6 separate regions of the Mus musculus genome follow, and regions 2, 3, 4, 5 and 6 are each linked to region 1. The links are chromatin contacts, called in public promoter capture Hi-C maps. All regions are on one chromosome and are shown on one strand. Each heading gives the region's core, a stretch centred on a gene start, on an enhancer-like site or on the middle of the called end of the contact. The rest is flanking DNA. Distances are from core to core; before and after follow the strand shown. Region 1 holds the start of Rpl22l1 (ribosomal protein L22 like 1). Region 2 holds the start of Armc1 (armadillo repeat containing 1). Region 3 holds the start of Mtfr1 (mitochondrial fission regulator 1). Region 4 holds the start of Pde7a (phosphodiesterase 7A). Region 5 holds the start of Mccc1 (methylcrotonoyl-Coenzyme A carboxylase 1 (alpha)). Region 6 holds the start of Fxr1 (fragile X mental retardation gene 1, autosomal homolog).

Region 1 (3,545 bases), core at 298-2,797:
ACCCCCTAGTACAACACACCATGAAATCTGCTGTCTGTTGACTCAAAATATACTAATATTCCCCATTTATGAAATGAAATAGACAGCAAGAGTCATCCTGACTCATATGCAAACACCTTTAAACAGACTAACAGCCATTTTCGCAGACTAATGCCTACGAGACATCCCACCACAACGTAAAAACAGAAGAACAGACCTTTTGGAGAACTGTTTCTCAGAAACAACTGTGATTTTATTCTTCAGGCGTTCAATGTGAACAACATTGCCAAGATTTCCAGTTTTTCCATTGACTTTAACCTTCTCCCGTAGAAACTGTTCCTATTTTCAAACAGAAAGAATGCAAAACTAGGGAAGGAAACCCTAGATGGTCACTAGGGAAGGTACCCTAGGAGCACAGCTTAGGTTAATATCAAGTACTACATTTAAATGCCAACAACTATGCAATCACAGTAAGACACTTACAAAATTTCCAGAGTCAAAAATTCCATCTTCTACTGGATGAGTAAGGTCCAAATGAAACCTCCAGGTGGACTTCTTAGGCTTCTTGTCTTTCTGCTAGACATAATTATGATGCCATTAAAGCAGTTTATTCAGCTTAGACACTGAATTCCCAAGAAAAAAATTACCAACTCAGCATACATCTGGTATAATGGGTTATACACAGACTTGACCAACACCTGAAGGAGCCTGTGCTCTATGTAAAGGTTACTCATTAGCTTGGTTTAAACCAATGTTTCAATTCCCATGAAACGTCATCATTTCCAGTTAAGTACCTTCCAAGTGTAAGCTTATTTTAGTAGAGAAATCTTGCTTGATTATGAAGAACTGCTTCCTACTGTAACTGATGTTATTTCCAATTTCAAATTAAAACACCCACCTGGGTGCTTTTCAAGTTTTATCTGAACTTAAAACACCATTTTTAGGGTAATGGGTCTCTTTATGCTTTATTGTAATTGGTCCAAACAGAGTCACCTAAATGGCTACCAATTAATAATACCTTCACCACCCTCCAATTATCGCAAACCCGGAACTGGCATTTGAGTGAATGACGGGGTGGACTCGCTCACTGCCGTGCAGTGAACAGGCAGTCCCGATGGGGCCATCAGACGTCACTCAGTTTTGAATCCTTACTCAGCAACCTTATTTTTAACAATTTTGGTTATAGTGACTTTCCAAATGTTTAAACCACGCTCTTCAAACTGCTAACGTCATTGCAACCGCGGACCTGGCCACTTAGGCTCTCTTCCGTTGACAGGGTGACCACAGGCCATGGAGAAACCCAGAGGCCCAGAGACCGACCGCGCCCGCCGATACTAAGCTAGTCGCGGGCCCGGCTCCCGCCGCGCAGGCCGCACGGCACTCACGGACGGCTCCGCAACCCGGATTCTATCGTCCCAGTCGAGCCGCCAGGCCGACTCTCTTCCCACCGCCTTCTCTCCTGCGGCGCTCCCGCTCGCTAGACGCAATAGCTACCTGTAATACCCGAGCCCCGCACACGCGCGCGCACTCACCGGCGCCATGTTGAGCTGCAGCCGTGGGAAGAGAACGGGCTTGCGCCGCACGCACGCTTTTATATAAAAACGTGCTGCGTCATACGCAGAGCGTGCGAAATACGCAACTCGGAACCGGATATGCACGGAGTGCTTGGCAGTCACCTAGGAAACGGAGGCGTGGCGTTGGGGGGCGGGGATGCCCTGGCGTTTGGTTTCCGCCTGCGTCTTCGAGTGGGAAGCCGGAGCCGACTGATTCTCTGCTCTGGCTGTGGACTTTGCAAACTTACAAACCAGAGTGGAGTAAGTTCAAGGGATGCAGGAGTTATCTGTTATAATTCAGGGCAAGGCAGACTCTCAATGTTGCTTTATGATCGTCTCTATTATGTTGCGATTATAGTCCTCCAGAGAAAAAGTTCTATGCTTTGCCTAGCTTTTAAGGTAGAGGATGTCCTTCTGAGAAGAACAAGTTGAGTACACTTTGGGTTTATTGGATAGGCATAATTTATTGTACTTTCTACTTACTGACTCACAATCTGCTGAAACCTAACTATCAATGTTTACAAAGTACACTAGGATGGACGTACCTTGATGACAGAAAGTAAAAAAGCATTTGAATTTTGAGCGGTTGTAATTGACGCCAGGTCAGAAAAGTGGTGAGGCTGTTGGTGTTCAGTAGTATACGTTTCTGTTAGTGTGAAACTCTAGTATTTAGGGACAGGAGATGGGATGGACTTTAGTTGTTGATTTGGAAAAGGCCCTAGAATGTAAGAGTTGTGTTCTATCCAAGCGATCGGTAATAGGCGTTAATACAGTGTAGGGTATGGTGCTAGTGGTGCTGAGGTTTTAGAAGAAATCAATTTCATTAAATTTTAAAATCTTTTTGCCTTAAGAATCACAAAAACTTTTCGTTCCAAATGTTCAGGCAGGGGCCAGGGTTGACATTTCTTCCTAAAGGGCTTCCTGTTCTGCAGATCAAAATGATCATTAGATATTTTGAAAATAGGCCATTAATTGACATTTAAAATTTTTGTTTTGCTTATCTTTGGCAACTTTCTGTGTCATAACAATAACCACTTAAGCCAATTATTTAAAGGAGATGAGAGACTCCCAGGACTCAAAGGGAGGAACCTTAGATGAAACACCCTACAGTAGGGAGAGGAACTTTTAGAGCCCACCTCCAGCAGGAATACAGGACAACAAGTGAGGGATGGGGTTGCCATCCCACAGTCACACCTCTGACCCATAATTGTTCCTGTCTGAAAGAATTACCTGGATGGAAATGGAGAGGAGCCTGAGGAAAAGAAGGTCCAGCTACAGACCCAAAGTGGGATCCAGCTCAAGGGGAGGCCCCAGGGCTATTACTGAGGGAGGCTATGTATAGAGTGTTCACAAAAAGGATCCTATCATGACTGCCCTCCAAAAGACCCAACAAGCAGCTGAAAGAGTCAGATGCAGATATTTGAACCCAACCAATGGACAGAAGCAGCTGAACCCTGTTGAATTAGGGAAGGCTGAAAGAAGCTGAGAAGAGGGTCTGTTCTACAGTAGGAGGCCCAGCAGTCTCAATCTGGACCCTCAAGATCTCTCAAACACTGGACCACCAACCAGGCAGCATATACCAGCTGATATAGGCCCCCAACACACATACAGTAGAGGACTTCCCAGTCTGTGTTCATTCAGAGATGATGCCTCTAACCCCCAACAGGCTGGAGACCCCAGGGAGTTTAGAGGTCGGGGTGGGGGTGGGGGTGGGGGGGCGTGGGGACATCCACGTAGAGACGGGGCCGGGTGGGGAGGAGATGTGGGATGTGGAGCAGATGGAGGGTGGATGGAGGGCAAGAAATGGAATATGGAGTGTAAAAAAATTAAAAATTAAATTTTAAAAAATAGACGAGTAAAATGAAAAAAATTAAAAGTGATTCTAAGTAACTGGTCATCCCCCAAATACTAAATTAGAAACCATAATGGGTGAAAATGATTAAACTTTTTTCTCTGGATTAAAAAAAATATTAACCAGATAGCAAGAATTAATGTTGTCAATAGTTCTTTCTA
Region 2 (3,545 bases), core at 654-3,153, 9.6 Mb after region 1:
AAAAGACGATTGTTAAATAAAACTACAGAGATCTGAATATTGTCTTAAGCAACAGTGGTTGAGAAACTTTACGTACCAGCCTGTCCTGTGGCTAGACCCAAGCAACGATTGATAATGGTAGGTAGCACAACTTCACAGGTGTCAAGTTCAGACACTTTTAAACTAGAAATGTGAATCCATAAAGACTTAAAAGACTTCCCTGAGGCTTGTAATCCATTCACAGGAGTTTAGGAAGCACTAATTAATGTTTTGTTAAGGCTACCTTTGCTTTTTAGCTTCAGCCATCTTTTCTTGGTAATGGCATTTTGCACAAAGTTTAGACTTTGCAGAGCTTTAATGGCATCAGTGTGAATACATTAAATTTCAGATGGTGAATTTTCAATAGGTAAAGACATATTTTCACCGACTGGCTCAAAATAACCTGTCATTACTTACTAATTCTGAAAATACTATATGTCTTTTCTTAATAGGCAGATTAACATTAGCAAAAACAGCGAATTTTCCTTTCTGGATTACTGAGTCACCTTTTATTAGAATATTGGGCAAGTCTTCACTTACTCAGCCAGATAGGTTGTGCTGTACTGGGTATGCCCCTTGGACTTAGTATATTTACTTTTTTTTTTTTTTTTTCCTGCTTTCTACATTCACTGTTTTTAATTTAGGCTCAATGTTCTCTTACCACTAATCCCTGTCTTGGCTTTGTGAATAAAGCACACAGACTGGCTTTTGCCTGTAGGTGAGATGGTTATTTAGAGTCTTGTTCTTGTTTTCTACCAAGCTTTACTTTGGACTTGTTTTCATTTTGGGTTTTAATAATAAGATAACCAAGAGCACGGGAACATTAAGAAACTCAAGAGATGGACTCTTTTGTTCTTCTTCTTCTTCTTCTTTTTTTTTCTTTTTAAGTCAAGGTTTCTGTGAAGCTTTAGTTAGCCTAAACTGGGCTTGAACTTGAAATGGTCTGCCTTCAGCCTTTACCTACTTAGTGCTCAGATTCCGCCGTGGCGGTCTGGTTTATAAATTCACTTACAAAATATTGGAGATAATAGCGTAGAATACAGTCCGGTGTGGTGTCTTCCACATCCTTTCCAAATTAAAGCCCTTTCAAATTCCTTGTAACAAGAATAACAACAAAGTCCCTGTAACTTTAATGTATGAGCAACACGTCAGAATAAGATTGTAGAAACGAAGATCAAAAAGGAGTGTGGATGGATGTATTATTTTCAGATTAGCCTGCGAGACTTGGATAACAATTTCAGAAATACTTTGGAAAATAAAACGTACCTAGAGCAACTCCTCGGTAACTAGTATCGATAAAACAAGTATGTCTTTACTTTGATAAATAGAAAACAGCATTAACAAAACTTCATGATGAACTGGAGAACTCTCTTAACACAAGTCTCTGACAAGAGAAAAGACAAAATTCTTTTCAATGTCAAATCACTTAGGCCAACCCAACAAAAGCACTTCGCATCCCTCGCTTTGCTAGAAAGCAGCACTGAAAAGAAATGAACGAAATCCAGAGAGGCCAAACAGTGTCGACGTTCATAGTAAAAACTACAAAAAAACGTCCGAAGATTCTGGGTAAAGACGCACAGACGTGGATGAAGGGTTACAGGTTGTTTTATCAGACCTGGAAGACTTGCTGAAGATAAACTATTCTGTTCGCGTGTCTGCACACAGAAGCAGAAGCCCTTCCTGCCGCGGGAACCCTGGGAATTGTAGTCGCGGAGCCACGATGGCTGTAAATTTGTTTAGCACTCCGTGGACGGCGAGCCCTTGGTTCCAATTCAGTGTTCTGGGTCCTCATAGGTCCGGTCTAGCTCACCAATGAGCTACTAGGTTTGAGAACATCCCGCCTCTGGTTGGGTGTCCTTCCTCACGTTGCTTCATTTTCAGCCAATGGGATAATAAAGCCAGCAGAGGTGACAGGGTCACCGCGGAGCCTGCAGCTCCTCCGCCGCCAGCGACTCAGCCCTGTGGTTCTTTGAGTCGGGCCGTGGCTCGGGGTCTTCGCCGCCCGTTGTCCGCCGTGGTGGGTGCGGCTCTGATGCTGCGGCAGGCTCCGGACGCCCGGAGCTCTGGAGGGTACGTAGCCGGGGCCGAGGTGGGGCCGAGGGGCCGCTGCTGCGCGGGCCGGCCGCTGCGCCCGCCTCCTGCCGGCATCCCGCGGGCTGCCTCGGACGGCTCCGGACGTGCTCTTCTCTCCTCTTCCTTCTGACCAGCCAGCCCGCCCTACGAGTAGCGGGTGTCCATGTCGCGGCGTTCTTTCTGTAAATCTGCGAGCCTCTGCGCGCAGGCCTCCATTCAAGAGAAACTCGTGTACACAGGTGGTGGGCATTTGTGCACTTAGCTGCTCCTTTGGTGATACTGTCTCCTCAGCGCTTGCAGTAGAAGTTTCCCACTGGGTTAGTTCTGTGCTTGCATGGTACTTGCCAGACATTTTACTGTCTTGCCTTTTTTTTTTCCCACCCTGTTACCCGCTCAAAACTGCTACCTGAAGAAACTGAGGCTTGGAGACGGTAATTCAATTCCAAAAGAGTTACAGTTATAATTGCAAGGAGAAGCCAGATCGGGTCTCGGCGTTTGATAGTGGTAGTTGCTTTTCAACCCGGCTTAATCATTAAGGATTTAGGATAAGTGTGTGCCCGCAGCAGCTCTTAGCACGTGAGGGCTAAATACTTCTATTAACTAAGTGGTGATTCTTAGCTATAAGAAAAGGAATACCTTTCTGACATCTGCCCAGACACTGATGTCTCGCGTGTCTCTAACTCCGTGCTTCAAGACTTCTTGCCCGTTGGCATCCTCATCTGGAAGCTGGTTGGACATCTCAGATTCCCAGACCCACTTACACCCACTGAGCTTGAACTTACTTTTGGCAAGGTCCCTTAGGTGATCGCAGTGTCCTTAAAGTTTGCGAAGGGTTCTGTTTGTCAACATAGAGCCAAGGAAGAGAAAATAAGTTTGGGTCGTGATGGTATGCCTTTAATCCCTGCTTTGGTAGCTATTGGCAGGCAGATCCCTCCTAGTTTCAGGCTCATCTCAACTACATAGGTCAGCCAGAGCTAAGTAAGGAGAAGAAAAAGTAAAGGCATACGTCCTATGCACTGTGACCTCTACTCAGACTGAGATACAGAAAAATGAGAACAAAGCTTTTGTCATTTGCACGACGTTTCCCTTTTCAGAAAATGAATGTGTCTCTTGAGAGTTTTAACTTAGCCGTCCCAACTCTTAAAGTAGACATCAATGTTAACTGTTTCATAATTGTCTTGTAATTGACACCAGGTGCGGGCTTTGGAAGTAAAAGAGCAAATTAAGACAAAGGGGATGCTGATTTACTGTTGCTGGCTAGTTAGATTAAAAGAACCTTGTGCTCTTTATATTCAGTTTGGCAAGGTCTGTGTAAGCCCCACCCCCAGTTTCTTCCATTTGTCGTGAAGATCTTCCCGTTAGTTTTTTGTTGTTTTTTGTTTGTTTGTTTGTTTTTTGTTTGTTTTGGAAGGAAGGGTAGAATTGCTGCTACTCCCAGTTTTCCCAGTTTATTC
Region 3 (3,545 bases), core at 730-3,229, 9.6 Mb after region 1:
ACGGAATTATTAGCTAGTTTGGCTACATGACCAGCTTGGTTATTTGTTAAGACTTGTTTTATTTAGCCAATATACTTGTATTTGCCAATATATAGTATATTGATGGAGCACGCCAGTCATCTCAGCACTTGGGAGAGGAAGGTAGACCCCTCTGAATTCCACGCAAGCCTTTTCTACACAGCAAGGTCCATGAAAACTAGGGCTATACAATAGATCCTGTCTTAAAAGCCAAAAACAACAAAAAGGATGTATGGTTAGAGACCAGAAGAGAGCTTCCTGCCACTTAGAGCTGGAGTTATACATGTGTGCCACAAGAGGGTACCCACAAACATTGCACACCCAGCTCTATAAGCAAGCCTAGCTCATCCTCCTCCACTGTCCATCAAATCCTATTTATACCCTCCAAACAACACATGTCCTTCACAGGTCTTGAGCATGTGTGTCCATCTCAGCTGACATCACTCTGCCAATCAGCCCTGCATCTGCGGATGCAGCAAGAAACTGCAACACACCACCATTATGGAGCACTTCTCTCCCTAGAGTCTGACAAATGCAGCTCAACTACGAAGACCAATACATGCATGTCATTAGCAAATAAATCTTAATCCCATGTCCTTTCACGTGCTTGCTTTCGTAGAACATCCTTTCGCCTAGGTCCACTTCAGCTACATGTTCCTTCACGTGTTTAGCCCAGCAGAACACCGTACAACACAGTTTCTAAAGAACCCTTAAGTTTCCTCTTCAGTTACTAGACTTGCATTTCAATTCAAAGATTAGGGTGTTGATAGAGAGTTAGCTGCACATCGTGACTGAGACTTTTCTTAGCTCGTAAGCATTTTATAGTCAAACTCGGTTGTATATAATCGCAAACCCATTTCTATTACCTTCTTTTTAAAAATAATTTTTACCTTTTAAATGATTTTTGTGTATGTACAATATATGTGATCAATATATGTGGACACAACTTACTTTCATGTAACAAGATAGTAAGTGTCACAACTTCCTTGACTAAGTCATTGTAATGTAAAACAACTACATACACTAGGAAAAGGTGACTGGAATCGGGCGTGGTGACTGAGGCAGGAGGTTTTAGGCAGCTCAACCTAATCTACATAGTGCATTCCACCCCAGCCTAGAGTAAGGAAGACAACTCTGTCTCAAAACCAAACCAAACAAAAAAGTGAACGCTAAATTACCAAGTATCATGAAATACTCCTTAATATTCTTTTCCGGATGTGGTGAAGCAAGCTTTAAATCCTGTAGTTGGGAGGTGGAGGGGGTAGGATCCGAACTTCTATTGACCATCCTCAAGCACAAAACGAGGTTTAAGCCAGAAGAGGTTACATCAGACCAATCACAAAACAAACCATCAGGCGGAAAGAAAGGTTTGGTTAAGTTTGACTTCAGATCTCAAAGTTTCTGTAGTCTGGCTACACGCAAACTGCGCACGCTTAGAAAGTTCAGAGCTGCCAGCCGACAATGACAGGAAAGTAGGTCCAGGTAGAACAGGCTGAACGCCGTGGGCCGCCCCGTTCAGCCCGGATCCAGCGAGGGCACAACGCCGACTGCGGGGGATGGGAGCCAGGCCGGCGGCCCGCGGAGCTCAGCAGGCCAGGCGCGGGCGAGCCGGAGGGCTGCTCTCTGCTCCGGGCTTCCGCGGCCTCCCTCCCGCTCGCCGGCCTCCCGCGCCGCGCCCCGTCCCCTCCCTTGTCCACAACACGGCCTCCCGCCACCGTTCAGCTCCGGGTGGTAGCCATTCCCCACCCCGCCAACCGCTTTTCTGTCCCGGGCCCCACTCACCTCGGCTGCGCAGCAGCCCTCACCTTCGCAGCTGCTCAGCCTTCCAGATTGGCTGTCCCAGGACCTTATGCCAATCAGCCAATCCCCGCCCCTGGCCCGGCCTAGGCTGACCAGTGAACGGCTCGCTGAGGCCCGGGGGCGGGCTCAGGAGAGGCCGGCGGAAGGCGTGTCTGCTCGCCGGCCACGCCGGCTACCTGTCCCGGGCTCTGTGCGCACGCGCGGTGCCCAGTAAGGGGCGTGTGCTTGCTAGTGTGCCGCGCTTTGTCTTGGGTGCTTCTGCCCCTGTTATTTTTGTTGGTAAACTTCGCCCCTTTTGGGTGTAGGAATACCCACATTCCGAGTGAAGTCTCAAATGTGTGCCCGCTGAAAGGAGCTAGGTCCTTAGCCTAGCCTAGCCTAGCCTGTGTCGAGCCCTTCTCAACCCACGCTCTGTGGGGACTTTGTCTGCCAGGGCGATCTGTTTCGGGCCTCAAATCCCGGACGTATGTTCTGGAGGAGTGGAAGGCGCGGCTCAGAGGGAGTGAAGACTTTTCCTGCCTTCAGTTCCCCCGCCTCAAAGTCTGCCTAATTGGTGTGCGTAGTTTTTAATGAAGGGTTATTCTAGATTTCAGATAACCTAGTCATGAAAATACGATCAGTCTGTGTCAAGTTAGCTATAAGCAGCACGGTGGTGTGTGTGGGTGCGATAAAACGTGAATATGGAGGGAAAGCCTATCAGTAATTCAAGAGGCCGCTCCTACCTGGGCGTGGCGGCTCCTGCTATGTAAAACGAGTAGTTTGAAGTTGGAGGCTGGAGGATCCAGAGTTGAAGACCAGCCTATGTCCAAAACAACCTGGAAGAGGGTGGAAGAGTTGAGGTGGGAAGTGGGCAGCAGCTGTTGCTACTTCGCCTTCTCTCTTACCCTCTCATTGGAGCGCTGGTGTTCTTACCCTGGATGGCCTAAATTCCTCCTGGCTACTGCTTTGGATTTCACCTAGAGCTTCAATTCAGTTACTCAGCAACGGCTCGTTGGGAGCCCATTATGACAGTACAAAGTTGGTGGGGTTTGTTTGTTTGTTTGTTTGTTTTTTAAGCCTTGAACCACACCCTGAGTAAGCCTACCAAAAGGCAGGGAGATCAAAACAAGGTTAATTAATATATGTGACCAAGTGTTATAACGTTTTAAGTACAAAAGGGCCTGACAGGCTGTGACCAAGGCTGGGAGAGAGAAGCCTGAGAGAGCAGTTCAGGGAGGGGTGCTTGGTCTGAAGGCTGATGAAAAGACAAAAGCTGCTGAAGTGAACTGGTAGGGACCACACACCAGGGCGACCATTCCAATGATACTTGTAGGATTTACTGCTAAGCTATTAGTTGCCTCAGGATCCCTGGTCACCAGCTGTGTGACCCACAGGTGACTCTCAGCTGCCTGCCACCACACAGGCCTATGTGATTGTCTATGTTTAAGAAGAAGGGTATCTGAAAGCACCCATCAGTTGGAGATGGCTTAAAACCTGTTTTTTGTTTTGTTTTGATTTGATTTGATTTTTTCTTTACAACTTCCCTCCCTTCCCACCTTGCTTTACCCTCAAGTGCCCTGGAGTGGCCCTGAACTTTTTGACAATCTAGATGAAGGTGCAGTGACTTAAACCTGAGTAATTTTATCACAAATTATTGTTTCTCCCAGTAATGGAATCATTTCTAAGAATTCTGACCAAGCTGTGTGCCATCTCATTCAATACAATAACACAAAGAGCCTATCAACATG
Region 4 (3,545 bases), core at 287-2,786, 9.5 Mb after region 1:
TTAACTCTCAACTCTTCATCGTGTTGCCCTAGCTTTCCAAAGGCAGCGATTACAGGTTTGTACCACCATGTCCGTACATATCACTTGAGGTTAGTTCTTGAGATTTATCTGTCCTAGGTGTAGGGCAAGTTTGTTTCTAGGAATCTACTTCCAATTTAGTCAGCTGATAAACGACTTTCTGAAGACTAAGTGGCCCACAGTGCTCGGTGTAATCCCAAGTGAGATGCTTAACACATCTACTACAGGGACTAATTAGGATTTCAAAAGCAGTGAGATCAGTTGCTGCACTAAAAGAATCTCATTAGTGCTTCTTCATCTAGTGAAGGCAAATTCCATGACACAGAACGGATCGTAAAACATGATGAAGACCTGGCATGTAGAAAATACACAGGGGCACGAGGTTTAAATAATAAAAGAATACACCTTCCACCTTTGTCCGTTTATCTGATCATGTACACTCGGTACTCAATTTATAGCATCATTAAGCCCAGGCTCAGCACTGTACTTCTTCTAAGACCTGCCACCTTGCCAATCTTAAATAACTGGGAGACTAGATGCCCTGAGAAATGATCCAAATCTATTTTGCCAGGGGGCGGGGGTGGGGGTGGGGGTGTGGAGCTCGTTCATGCTAAAAGTATCTGATGCTCAAAGCATCAGAAACAGTCGGCTCCTGCAGAAAAGCTTTGGCAGTTTGGGGCAGAAACTTAAAAGAACAAGCAAATTATATCCTCACCTTACCAAAACAGGTGAAAAGCTCTCTTACATCCTAGCCAGCAAACACTAACAAAGAAGGGCGATGGTTGGCTAGGGGAACTTTTGGTCTCTTTGTCATCTTTGTCTTCCCAATATCGTCATTTCTCATTTTCTTGGTTGCAGAATTTCACTTTTCTCCATCCAAAGACCCTCCTTCTCGCTCGGGAGTTTTTGGTCTTTTTCTGCTCTGCAGGCCCCGAAAGTCTGGGGCCTCACTTGCCAAGGGAAGCCACTGGAACCTTGCCTAGGTAGGGCACGGACGGTGACATAGCGGGAGCACTGAGCCCCCGAGATCTGCTGGCGTCACCGCCGCAGCGGCCTCCCGCGACGCCCTAGTACGGGAATTCCACAGGGGACGCGCGCGGTGCCCCGACGGGCGGAGCACGGAGAGGGCGCCCGGTGCTCTGGGCATTTTGGATCTGTCGGACGAAACAGCGCCGATCCGGTAGGCCGAACAAACTCCGGGTCGGTGCGCCCGAGGATGCCCCACGTAACTCTCCTGCGCACGCGCCGCGGGTTGCGGGGAGGGAGCTGCGGGGAGGCGGGAGGGGCCGGGGGGGCGCGGGGCGCGGCGCGGCGCGGCGCGGCGCCTAGCGCAGCGGACGCGAGCAGCCCTGTCCGGACAGCCGGCGGGCTCCTGGGCGCGGCGGCGGCGCGGGGCGCGGGGCATGCGGCGCGGCGTCGTGACGTCACGGTGGCGGCGGCCGTGGTTGGCGCAGGGTCCGCTGCTGCAAAGTGTGAATTACGCCGGGCTCGCGCCGGCGGCGGAGCGGAGTGAGGCTCGGGGGAGGGGAGGGGGCAGGGCTCCGGCGGCCGAACTGCTCTACGCTCCGCGCCCGTGCTCGCGGCCCGGGCCAGCTCTCGCGCCGCGGAGCGCCTGGGCGGCGGGTTCCCCTTTAACGCCGCCCGCCCGGCTTCCCGAGCCCGCTGCAGCCCTTCCCGCCGCCAGCCGCGCGGAGGGCCGGGAGGCGTCGGCGGCCACTAGCGCCGCCCGCCCCGCGCGCGCCTCGGCCCCGGGTCCCCGCGGCGCGGCCCCCTCGTAGCGCAGGGGCGGGCGACCGCGGACTGGCGGGCGCCGCGCGGATCCAAGGCGGACGTGTTCAATGGAAGTATGCTACCAGCTGCCGGTGCTGCCCCTGGACAGGCCGGTCCCCCAGCACGTCCTCAGCCGCCGAGGAGCCATCAGCTTCAGCTCCAGCTCCGCGCTCTTCGGCTGCCCGCATCCCCGGCAGCTCTCGCAGGTAACCGCCGCCCCGGGGCCCGCAGCTCGGTGCTTTTGTCTTCTGGAGGGACTCGGGCCATTGTTCCCGCCTCGGTAGGCTGGCCTCCCCTTCCCGGAGTCTTTCACCCTCGGCTGTGCTCGGTGCCCCTGGCCTCTGCGACCCTCGCCGCGGCTAACCCGTCACGCCCGCTGGTAGCCCCAAGCCATGACTTTATCCTCCCCTCCTTTCTCTGTGTCTCCTACCAGTTGGGCCTCTTGTCCCCTTAGTCATGACCCTGAGCTCACCTTTTCGCCCCCCACCCCCTAGCCCTCCCCCACACCTGTGCAGGTTCTCGAGCCTTGCAGCGCTGCGGGTGCTGAGTTTCTCAGAACAATAGGCCTAGTGGTCCCATTGTGGTCCTCACCCGAACTGCGAACTGCTGCTTTGTAGGGAAGGGGCCTAGGTGTCAGGAACTAGTGTGCAAAGTTGATGGTTTCCAATCAGTTTTCTCGCTTGATAAAGGCGGCTTTAGTTCAGAAACCACTGATGAGCATTCACAAAGGACTTTGTTTCCGATGGCCCAACACCAGTTGCTGTTGAACATTAAAAAAAAAAAAATTTTTTTCTGTGACGTCCTTGGCTCAGCTCTTTAGTTGGGTTAAATTTGGTTGCCAGATTTAGAATAAAGAGGAAGAATTTTACTTTGTTTACATATGAACCTGGTGCCCTCATTGCCTGCTGCCAGAAGTTCTGTGTTTATGAGATTACTTTTGGGACGGGTACTGGAGGAGTGTGCTTACATTTGCTGGTCTAGACTCCAATCAGTGAGCCTCAGCCATTCATCCATCCATCCATCCATCCATTCATTCGTTTATTTGTGTGCTTGTTTATGGCAGGGCCTTTCTAAATTGTTCAGTCTTGCCTTTAACTCATGATCTTCCTGCTTCAGACTTCCAAGTACCAGGCCTGAGCCATTGCCCTAGGTCCCGTATTCATTTCGTAAAATAAAGTATTCTTATTTTTTTCTATTGCTTAGTATTTCTTTACCCTTTATAGCACACTGTTTCTCCCTTCAATTATATTGTATTATAAGAAAGGAAATTTTAAAGACAGTTAGAATGGACAGCATCTTTTAGAGATTTTGCTTATAGTAGATCGCCAGTAAATTCTATTTGTCATTTGCCTTTTTTTCTTTTTCCTTTTTGGCCTGCAAGATAGAGCAGGAGGTTCTGTGTGAGTTTCCTTTCAAAGAGTTCTTCTTTATTTAAGGTCAGACTCTTCTGATACAAGGTAGTATGCTAAAGAATTCAGTGTAAAATACTAAGTGGAATTTCAAATAATACTTTTGTTACTTTGAAGTGTAGTTTGTGAACTGTATTTTTTATTATTGCTTAACACGTTTTAAAGTTCCAGAATAATATCAAAATATATTAAAGCACTCAGGAGAAGGTTTTCAATAATAGTAATTAAAGGTCTTTAATGGAAGTAACTTTCATTTCTAAATACTGTTTTCTTCCTGAGATCAGCAGACATGACGAACACCCACTTTCACTTACATATAAATAGTAAGGCACACTTTATCTAAAGTTA
Region 5 (3,545 bases), core at 397-2,896, 7.2 Mb before region 1:
TTTCCCTACTTTTAAAAGTGAGTTCCAGGACAGCCAGGGACATATATATATATATATATATATATATATATATATATATATATACACACACACACACATATATATATATATATATACACACACACACATATATACACACACACACACACACACACACACACACACACACACATATATATATATAATCAAGACCAGTGTGGTGGTGCACACATTCAGTCCTAGCCCTTGGGAGGCAGAGGCAGGCTCTCAAACTCTGTGAGTTAGAAGTCAGCCTGGTCTACATAGTGAGTTCCAGGACAGTCAGGGCTACATAGAGAGACCGTGTCTCAAAAAGAAAAAAAAAAAAAGTCATGTGAGATTTTTTTCCTCTTTATTTCTTGCTTATTTGGAGGCCATGTTCACTTTTTTGCTGTTTTAAATATATATCTTACATTCATTTTAAGTACAAGATGAAAACAATTTCTCCCCACGCCCAGAAAACAGTGTGTGGTTTTTTTTTTTTTTTTTTTTTTTTAATATGGAACTCTTCACACCTGAAACAGCGTAAAAGTAAACAACTAAATGAAAACCTGAGGAAATATTAACCTCTATAACTAGAGTTCTTATAACTCTGTAGGAAAAAAAGATATCCAGCCACACAAACAAAGCCAGTGGCAAGTACTCCCAGGGACGTTTTGAAACTATGTGATGACTCTACCGATAAAAGTCTAAACTTACTCAATATAAGATATCCTTCCTGAAGGAAGGAATTCATTTCTGGTGAACTCCAGAGGGATGGGTTCTCTTTTGCTGGCCAATGGGCCAGATAAGTAGGAACCTTCTCGAAAATACACAAGCAAGCCAATTTGTATCCAGACTTTCTAAAAGTTCGAATCTTTCAAGAAAACATCTTAGATTTTAAAGACAGGTGCAGGACTACTAGCCCAGACTGGTCTCGAACTTGGTCTGCAGGTTAGGATGGGCTTGAACTCCTGATGTTCCTGCTTCCACTTGTGTCCCCTTATTTCTAATTATTTTCTTAGTTCCTGGATTTATTTGTCCTTTGGTGTTAGTTTTCTGATTTCACTAATTTATTCCTCTTTACATTTGTTTTCCTTCTGCATTTATGTTTGTTTTTCATATCTTATTTATTTTGGTTTTTGAGGGACAGCCTCAACGTATTGCTCAGGCTGGCCTGGGACTCACTGTCTAGTCAATCCTGTCACTTACTACAATCCTTCTGCTTCAGCTTCTGGGATTGCAAATATGCGCCACTACGTCCCATTTAGTTTTTGCACTTATAACCCTTCGATTGGCTGTTTCACTTACTGTGTTTTTCTCCCCCATATGAGCTCTGCCTCAGCTGTATCAAATACCTACACATAGCTTTTACTGTGTCTTTGTTTCCTGCCACGCAGTTTCCACTGCCCCTTTTTCCTGATGTTTAGTGAGAAAGCTTGCATTTTGCTTGAGTGGTGGTTTGAGGGGCTGTGCATTTTCCTCTCATGCTCTGTGCTAAAAAAAAAAAAAAAGAAAAAAAAAAAAACCTGGCCCCGCCCCTCCAGATGGAGCCCAGCCCCTCACAGTTCACTCCCCACCCCCCAGGCACATGGTCCAATCAGCCAATCGGTACCTTGAAACACCCAGTTTTGTGATTGGCTCTTGCGGAGACGCCTACTTGCTCTTCGGAGCTACGGTGGCGGATCGGGGACAAGAAGCTTGCGCAGGGAGGGACGCTTTCAAGAATAAGCCAAGCAGCTTTTGGAATCCAGCAGAACAGCGCGGAGATGGCGGCGGCGGCGTTGTTGGCTGCGGTGGACAGGAACCAGTTGCGACGGGTCCCGATCCTGCTGCTGCAGCCGAGGTGACTCAGGGGTACTGCCGGTCCGTGCGCGGCCCGGATGCGAGGCGCTGGGTCACGTGAGAGCAGCCCTTTAAGTGCCTGTGTGTAGTTTTGGTAGGCGCTGTCCCACTTCAGTCTTTGGCTCTTCCTACAGACTCTGCCACCTTGGCTGGTTTCTGATCTGGGCACCCCGCACGGTGCTGCAACCGAAGATGGCATACGTAGCTAGAGGCTTGCACCAGGACCCCTTTCCCAAAGTCGCTTTCAGCTTAGCTCCCTCATTTTGAGTGCAGTTCAGAGAAGGATTTCTAGAGACCTTTCCCATTGCTGGGAAGAGTCAAATTAATGAGGGGTGAGTTTTGTCGAACGCTCTTGTTCACAAGTTTGAACAAAGCTGGCAGATGACTACCCCGGATCCTTTTGGAAACGAAGCTCCACGCTTTGACAACAGTGAAAACCCCAAGTCATGTAGATAGATTACTTCACCATAATCATCACCTCCTCGCATTCTGAAAAACGTACTGGCCCAAGGGCAAGAACTGCCTGCAGAAGGTTGGGTTCCCAGCTTACCTGTGACCTTGGTCGAGTTACCTAATATCCGTGCTTCAGTTTCTTCTGCTTGGAGGTGATGATACTTGTATCTAGCAGAGGTAATATAAAGACGATACTAACCCCCTCGTATGTCCAAATCAACACGTGGATAAAAATTTAAACACATCATGGTCCATTCAACAAACAGTGGTCGATGCCCTGGATTTTCGGTGAATACTAAAATGTAGGTCTTCACCCTATATTTTAAATAAGAAAGATGGTGAAAGTTGTATTAGTGCTGTTTTTCTTCCTGTGAATTTCCTTAGGTTCCCAAGAATACCACAGAGTCATTCTCCTCTCAAGGCTTAGTTATAGCTGTCATCCTGCTAATAGTTTTTAAAATTAAAACTCTTACCAGCATGAGAATTTTACCTTTTCTTTTTTCTTTCTTTTTACCAGCCATGATTCCTCTAATACCTCAGAGAAAAGAATTTGATTAGTCAGACTCTACCCATGAGAATAGCGGCTGTCTTAATTGGTGAATTATCTCCTGGCAGGCAATTTACTCGTCATGTTTAAATGTTTTGAGATGTAGCAAAAAGAGCTTTGAAAAATGGGATAGAGAAATCAGAACATTGTCAAGATAAAGGATTGCACTTAAGGAGTGTGTCTGACTGCCTGACTCAGTCTTCACTAGCTGAGAGGAAAAAAAAAAAAAAAAACATTTTAGGCTATCAGTGGTCCCAGGTTGGATACATGACAAAGCTGTGATTTCTTAGGCAGGACTGGAAAAGCCTTAAACCCTAACTTACCTGGAGAGGTCAGAGGGGAAAACAATGCTCCAAGCTGAAAAATTCCTTTAAAAGACCAGGAAAGTTAAGTTTTCCTCCTTGAAGAGCAAGAATGTGGGGTGGGCTGAATTGGAAAGATTTGTAAGAGCACCAGTCTCTGAAGAAGCCATCAAGCAGAGCTCTCCCGCCAAAGATGGATGTTTTCCCAGTTGGCTCCAGAGTGACAGCATCTGAGAAAGTGTGCCTCCCAGGATGCTAAGCCTCCGGTGTTCCTCACATGACCCTTGGGAGATACTAGTCCTGCTGGTTGCATAGTTGCATGTAAAGGGTATATGCATATTGTTGCAGTCATATAATATCTAATGTAGCCTGTGATCTTTATGCTTCATGAAGGAACTAAG
Region 6 (3,545 bases), core at 499-2,998, 5.2 Mb before region 1:
CAATCACTTTTCAATGTGCAAGGAAAGCCTGCATAATCTGTGTTACCTAAAATGTGTGCTGAGAATCAGAGATTCCTGAGCCTTTTCCACAGGGTAGGTAGGGAGTGATACACACTAACGAACTTTATCTAGGCAGGAAAAGTAGTCTTAAGTCCAGTCCTTGTGGCCCAGCTCACCTTATCTACAATCTTGCAGAGATGGTAACCACTAGGTTTCAGTAAGAAGTATCTACTCAAATATTGCTTGAATCATTTATGTGACATCATGTTTTAAACCTGGAACACTAACGAAGCCAGTTACACACTAATAGGTGATACTAAAGGCTTTAACACTCACTCTTACTACTTAGTTGGCCACCAGAGATTTTACAATCAAAATTTACAAAACAAAATTTAAAAAAGTATACTTATCATTCTTTGTCAATGAGCTACTGCCTATATTATTACCACGTGACAAATCACCTCCATACAGCTAATAAGCAAGCTAGAAAGGGAAAAGCAAAACACTGAAAAATTAGGAAATCGTTAATACCAAATAAAATCCTCTGGAATAAAGGAGCCATTGAAATGAAAACCTGTGAGAAACCATTTTAAGTACATACAATACTCATGTACTAGAAGAGAGCCTTCATAAAAATAGCCAAGACTCTCAAACATCTGAGATGCTGGCTTGGAGAATGACTGACAGACAACAGCTGAGAAGGTTTTGTGTTGATTTGTTAAGATTCTCGCACACTTTGGGGAGAAAAAAAAATAAGGAGAAGGGGCCGTTACTATGGAAAAACTGTTCAGCCTTCGTGTTCTGCTTGGTGCCCCCTCCCCCTTTTCCAATAGAAGCAAGCGCCTTACAAATTCCTCCACTCTAGAATCCTCCCTCTGTCTCCGAGGCCAGCCTCCACGGCAATGCATGGCCTCTTCTCAAAGGAAACAAAAAGAACCTCGTGGAAGAGGACTTAAAAAGCAAAAACAAAAAACAAAAAACCCACCTTCCCAGGGGCTGGGAAGACACGCGTCCCTCCCACCTGCCGCCTGGCCTCGGGTCACCTTTGAACCCTTCCTTCGGAATTCGCATTTCTCCCGGGCCGAGGGGCGAAGGGGCCGCCCGCTCCCCAGGCCGCGGCCACCAGGGCCCGCCGCCCGTCCGGGTTTCCACGCGGGCGGGCGGGCGCCGTGGGTTCGCAGGGCCCCCGGGGCAGCACAAGCCGGGGTAGGCCGGGGAGTCAGCCATTCATGCCGCGGGCGGGAGGGCGGGCGGGCGGAGAGGAGCCTGGCGGGCCCGGCCGCCGCCGCGGGGTCGCAGTGAGCTGCCCGCCTCAGTCCGTCCCTCAGTCCGCCCGTCCGCGCCCCCCACCCCGCCAGGCCTCGGCGGCGCGCCCGCACCACAGCCCGCCGCTCCAGCCCGCCCGCCCGCCCGCGTCCCGGAGGCCTCGACCCAGGACGCTCCGGGACAGGAGGCAAGCCAGCACCCGCCGCCTTGTTTCCAAACATAACGGAGCCTGGGCCCCGAGACCGTTAAACCGCGCCGAGGGCAGAGGCCAGCAGCACGGCCCAGCTGCCTCCCCCGCCACCACCTGACACCTCTCCTCGGCCCCCGGGGTCCCCGGCGCCCCTTGACCCCGCTCCCAGTGCCCAGCTCCCATCCCCGGCCGCCCCGCGGCCCGTACCTTGTAGAAAGCCCCGTTGGAGCCGCGAACCTCCACCGTCAGCTCCGCCATGTTGGAACCGCAAAGGCTGCTGGGAAGAGATTCTAGAAACTTTCCAACGCGAGGGGAGGAGGGGGGAGGGGCGAGCGTCGCGGGGGAGGGGCGGGCGGGCGGGAGGGCGGGACGCTCCCGGCCCGCTCCCGGGCTCTCCGCTAGCGGCGCCGCTCTGCGCGGGTCCTTGGGCGGCTACCCAGCGGCAGGCCGGTCCGCCCACGCCCACGCCCGCGCGGCCCGCCTCGCGCACAATGAGTGAGGCGGACCCGCCCGGCGCGCCACCCTCGCCCCAGGATCCGCGCGGCCGGCGACGCTCCCTACGGGCTCTTCCCGTCAGGAAGCGCGGCCTGGCGGGCGCTCGGGCTCGGCCAGAGCGCATGGCCGGCCGACACTCTCAGGTTTGCCCTCATGGAGCCTTCCCTCTGGAGCCTCGGGCCGTCCCCTTGAAGAGCCTTTCCCAGGACGAACCCGGGACTCGGGGCTTCCCCCGAGCCTCACGCAGTTCTCAGGCCTCGCCTCGCGCGAAGGCAGCTCACTCACCTGTCACCGACCGAGCACGGTTACCTTAATACGTTATTAAAGGCTCGGGAAACCTAGGCTAATTTTGTGGGGGGATCCTGTTTGAGACACAGTTCTCTACCCCTGGGTGGCCTTGAACCCACAGAACTGCTTCTGCCTCTGGCCATCGGAGTGCTGGCATTACTTTTAAAAAATTTTAAACAATGGGAAAGTGTATTCCTCCCACCCCTGATAGGTTACACGTGGGAAGTTTTGCAAAGAGGATCCAAGAACCTATTGGGTTTTGTGTTGTGTGACTTTACCAGAAACGCCACCAGTTCTAGAAGCTTTGTGGCACTCATACTTAGTTTGATAAGTTAATGCCAACTTCTGAAAGCAAGGCTTTTGGAAATAGTACTTAAAAGAATTCATTTGTATGTGCATCTTTACATAACTTTTCAGCGACGCATGATGTATTTGTCTTTCCTTTATTTGGAGCTCAAATTGACCACCCTGCCTCCCACCTCCAGGTGCCAGTTGGGCTAACAGGCTCAGTTCCCCCACGGTTACCTGTTACTCTGAGACAAGTCTCACTAAGCAGTCCAAGATGGCCTTCGATTTACCTCCCATTCTCTTGTCTTAGCCTCCAGAGTGCTGGCTTTACTGGTGTGAGCTCCTGGCCCCTAGCAACCTGGTTTGTATAAAGTACATTTTCTTTATACAAGATTAGCCCTTTTAAAAATGTACAGTTCAGCGTCTATCACCAGGATCAGTATAAAACATTTTCATCACAAACAACAATAAATAAGTAAAAATAAAAAGCACTTGTGCTTGTTGCTGTTCCCCAATTCTCCTGAATTCCCTGGATTCTAGGAAACTGCCCATGTGTTTTCTATGTAGAGATTTGCCTAGCTCGATCTCACATATGAGTGGGATCGTGATGTGAGAGCTTCTGTGATTGGCTTCTCTCATTTAGAATATTCTTTCAAGATTCATGGTACAGCAGGTATGACTAGGTGTCCATTTTTTGTCACAGTATTACACTGCATAAGCAACCGCACTGTACTGCTGATATGGGTTTATTAGTATGTTTGAGGGTCAGATGCAGAGGACTGAAACAAGGTCCCGGAGCTACACACAGCACTATCTTCTTTAGCCCTTTATTTATTTCTCATTTGAAGGCCCATGCCTGTAATTTTGTGGAGAATACAAGAGGATCAGGAGTCCAAGGTTATCCTCAGCTACAAGTTCCAGGTCAGTCTAGCTATGTGAGACCCTGTCTCAAAACAAACAAACAAAAAACTCCACTGTTAGCTGAGTCAAATTCTCTTTTAGCTGTTAAAAGTAACAC

The links. Promoter capture Hi-C pulls out the DNA fragments that hold promoters and counts their contacts.
Region 2: a promoter capture Hi-C map of pre-B cells shows a contact between it and region 1. The contact joins the promoter of Armc1 here to the promoter of Rpl22l1 in region 1. A contact is called at or near these places in 2 of 39 promoter capture datasets (liver and pre-B cells) and 1 of 484 Hi-C or Micro-C datasets (CD4 T cells).
Region 3: a contact with region 1 is called in a promoter capture Hi-C map of pre-B cells, with 4 times the contacts expected there. The contact joins the promoter of Mtfr1 here to the promoter of Rpl22l1 in region 1. A contact is called at or near these places in 1 of 39 promoter capture datasets (pre-B cells) and 1 of 484 Hi-C or Micro-C datasets (CD4 T cells).
Region 4: a contact with region 1 is called in a promoter capture Hi-C map of pre-B cells. The contact joins the promoter of Pde7a here to the promoter of Rpl22l1 in region 1. A contact is called at or near these places in 2 of 39 promoter capture datasets (cranial neural crest and pre-B cells).
Region 5: a contact with region 1 is called in a promoter capture Hi-C map of pre-B cells, with 2.9 times the contacts expected there. The contact joins the promoter of Mccc1 here to the promoter of Rpl22l1 in region 1. A contact is called at or near these places in 1 of 39 promoter capture datasets (pre-B cells) and 1 of 484 Hi-C or Micro-C datasets (CD4 T cells).
Region 6: a contact with region 1 is called in a promoter capture Hi-C map of pre-B cells, with 2.7 times the contacts expected there. The contact joins the promoter of Fxr1 here to the promoter of Rpl22l1 in region 1. A contact is called at or near these places in 2 of 39 promoter capture datasets (liver and pre-B cells).

The regions. Positions count from the first base shown.
Region 1 is chr3:28,803,510-28,807,054 of GRCm38.p6, reverse strand. Rpl22l1 (ribosomal protein L22 like 1) reads right to left here and starts at 1,547. Exons shown (of 4, transcript NM_001347226.2): 1 at 1,512-1,547; 2 at 463-552; 3 at 197-318. The coding sequence starts at 1,520. Gm32950 (predicted gene, 32950) reads left to right here and starts at 1,704. Exons shown (of 3, transcript NR_166194.1): 1 at 1,704-1,793.
Region 2 is chr3:19,161,453-19,164,997 of GRCm38.p6, reverse strand. It overlaps Armc1 (armadillo repeat containing 1), which reads left to right and starts at 1,903. Exons shown (of 7, transcript NM_028840.3): 1 at 1,903-2,088.
Region 3 is chr3:19,186,544-19,190,088 of GRCm38.p6, reverse strand. Mtfr1 (mitochondrial fission regulator 1) reads right to left here and starts at 1,979. Exons shown (of 8, transcript NM_026182.6): 1 at 1,801-1,979.
Region 4 is chr3:19,309,313-19,312,857 of GRCm38.p6, reverse strand. Pde7a (phosphodiesterase 7A) reads left to right here and starts at 1,536. Exons shown (of 13, transcript NM_001122759.2): 1 at 1,536-1,994. The coding sequence starts at 1,857.
Region 5 is chr3:35,998,779-36,002,323 of GRCm38.p6, reverse strand. Mccc1 (methylcrotonoyl-Coenzyme A carboxylase 1 (alpha)) reads left to right here and starts at 1,646. Exons shown (of 19, transcript NM_023644.4): 1 at 1,646-1,843. The coding sequence starts at 1,767. Mccc1os (methylcrotonoyl-Coenzyme A carboxylase 1 (alpha), opposite strand) reads right to left here and starts at 2,411. Exons shown (of 3, transcript NR_029456.1): 1 at 1,613-2,411.
Region 6 is chr3:34,018,282-34,021,826 of GRCm38.p6, reverse strand. It overlaps Fxr1 (fragile X mental retardation gene 1, autosomal homolog), which reads right to left and starts at 1,748. Exons shown (of 17, transcript NM_001113188.1): 1 at 1,664-1,748. The coding sequence starts at 1,714.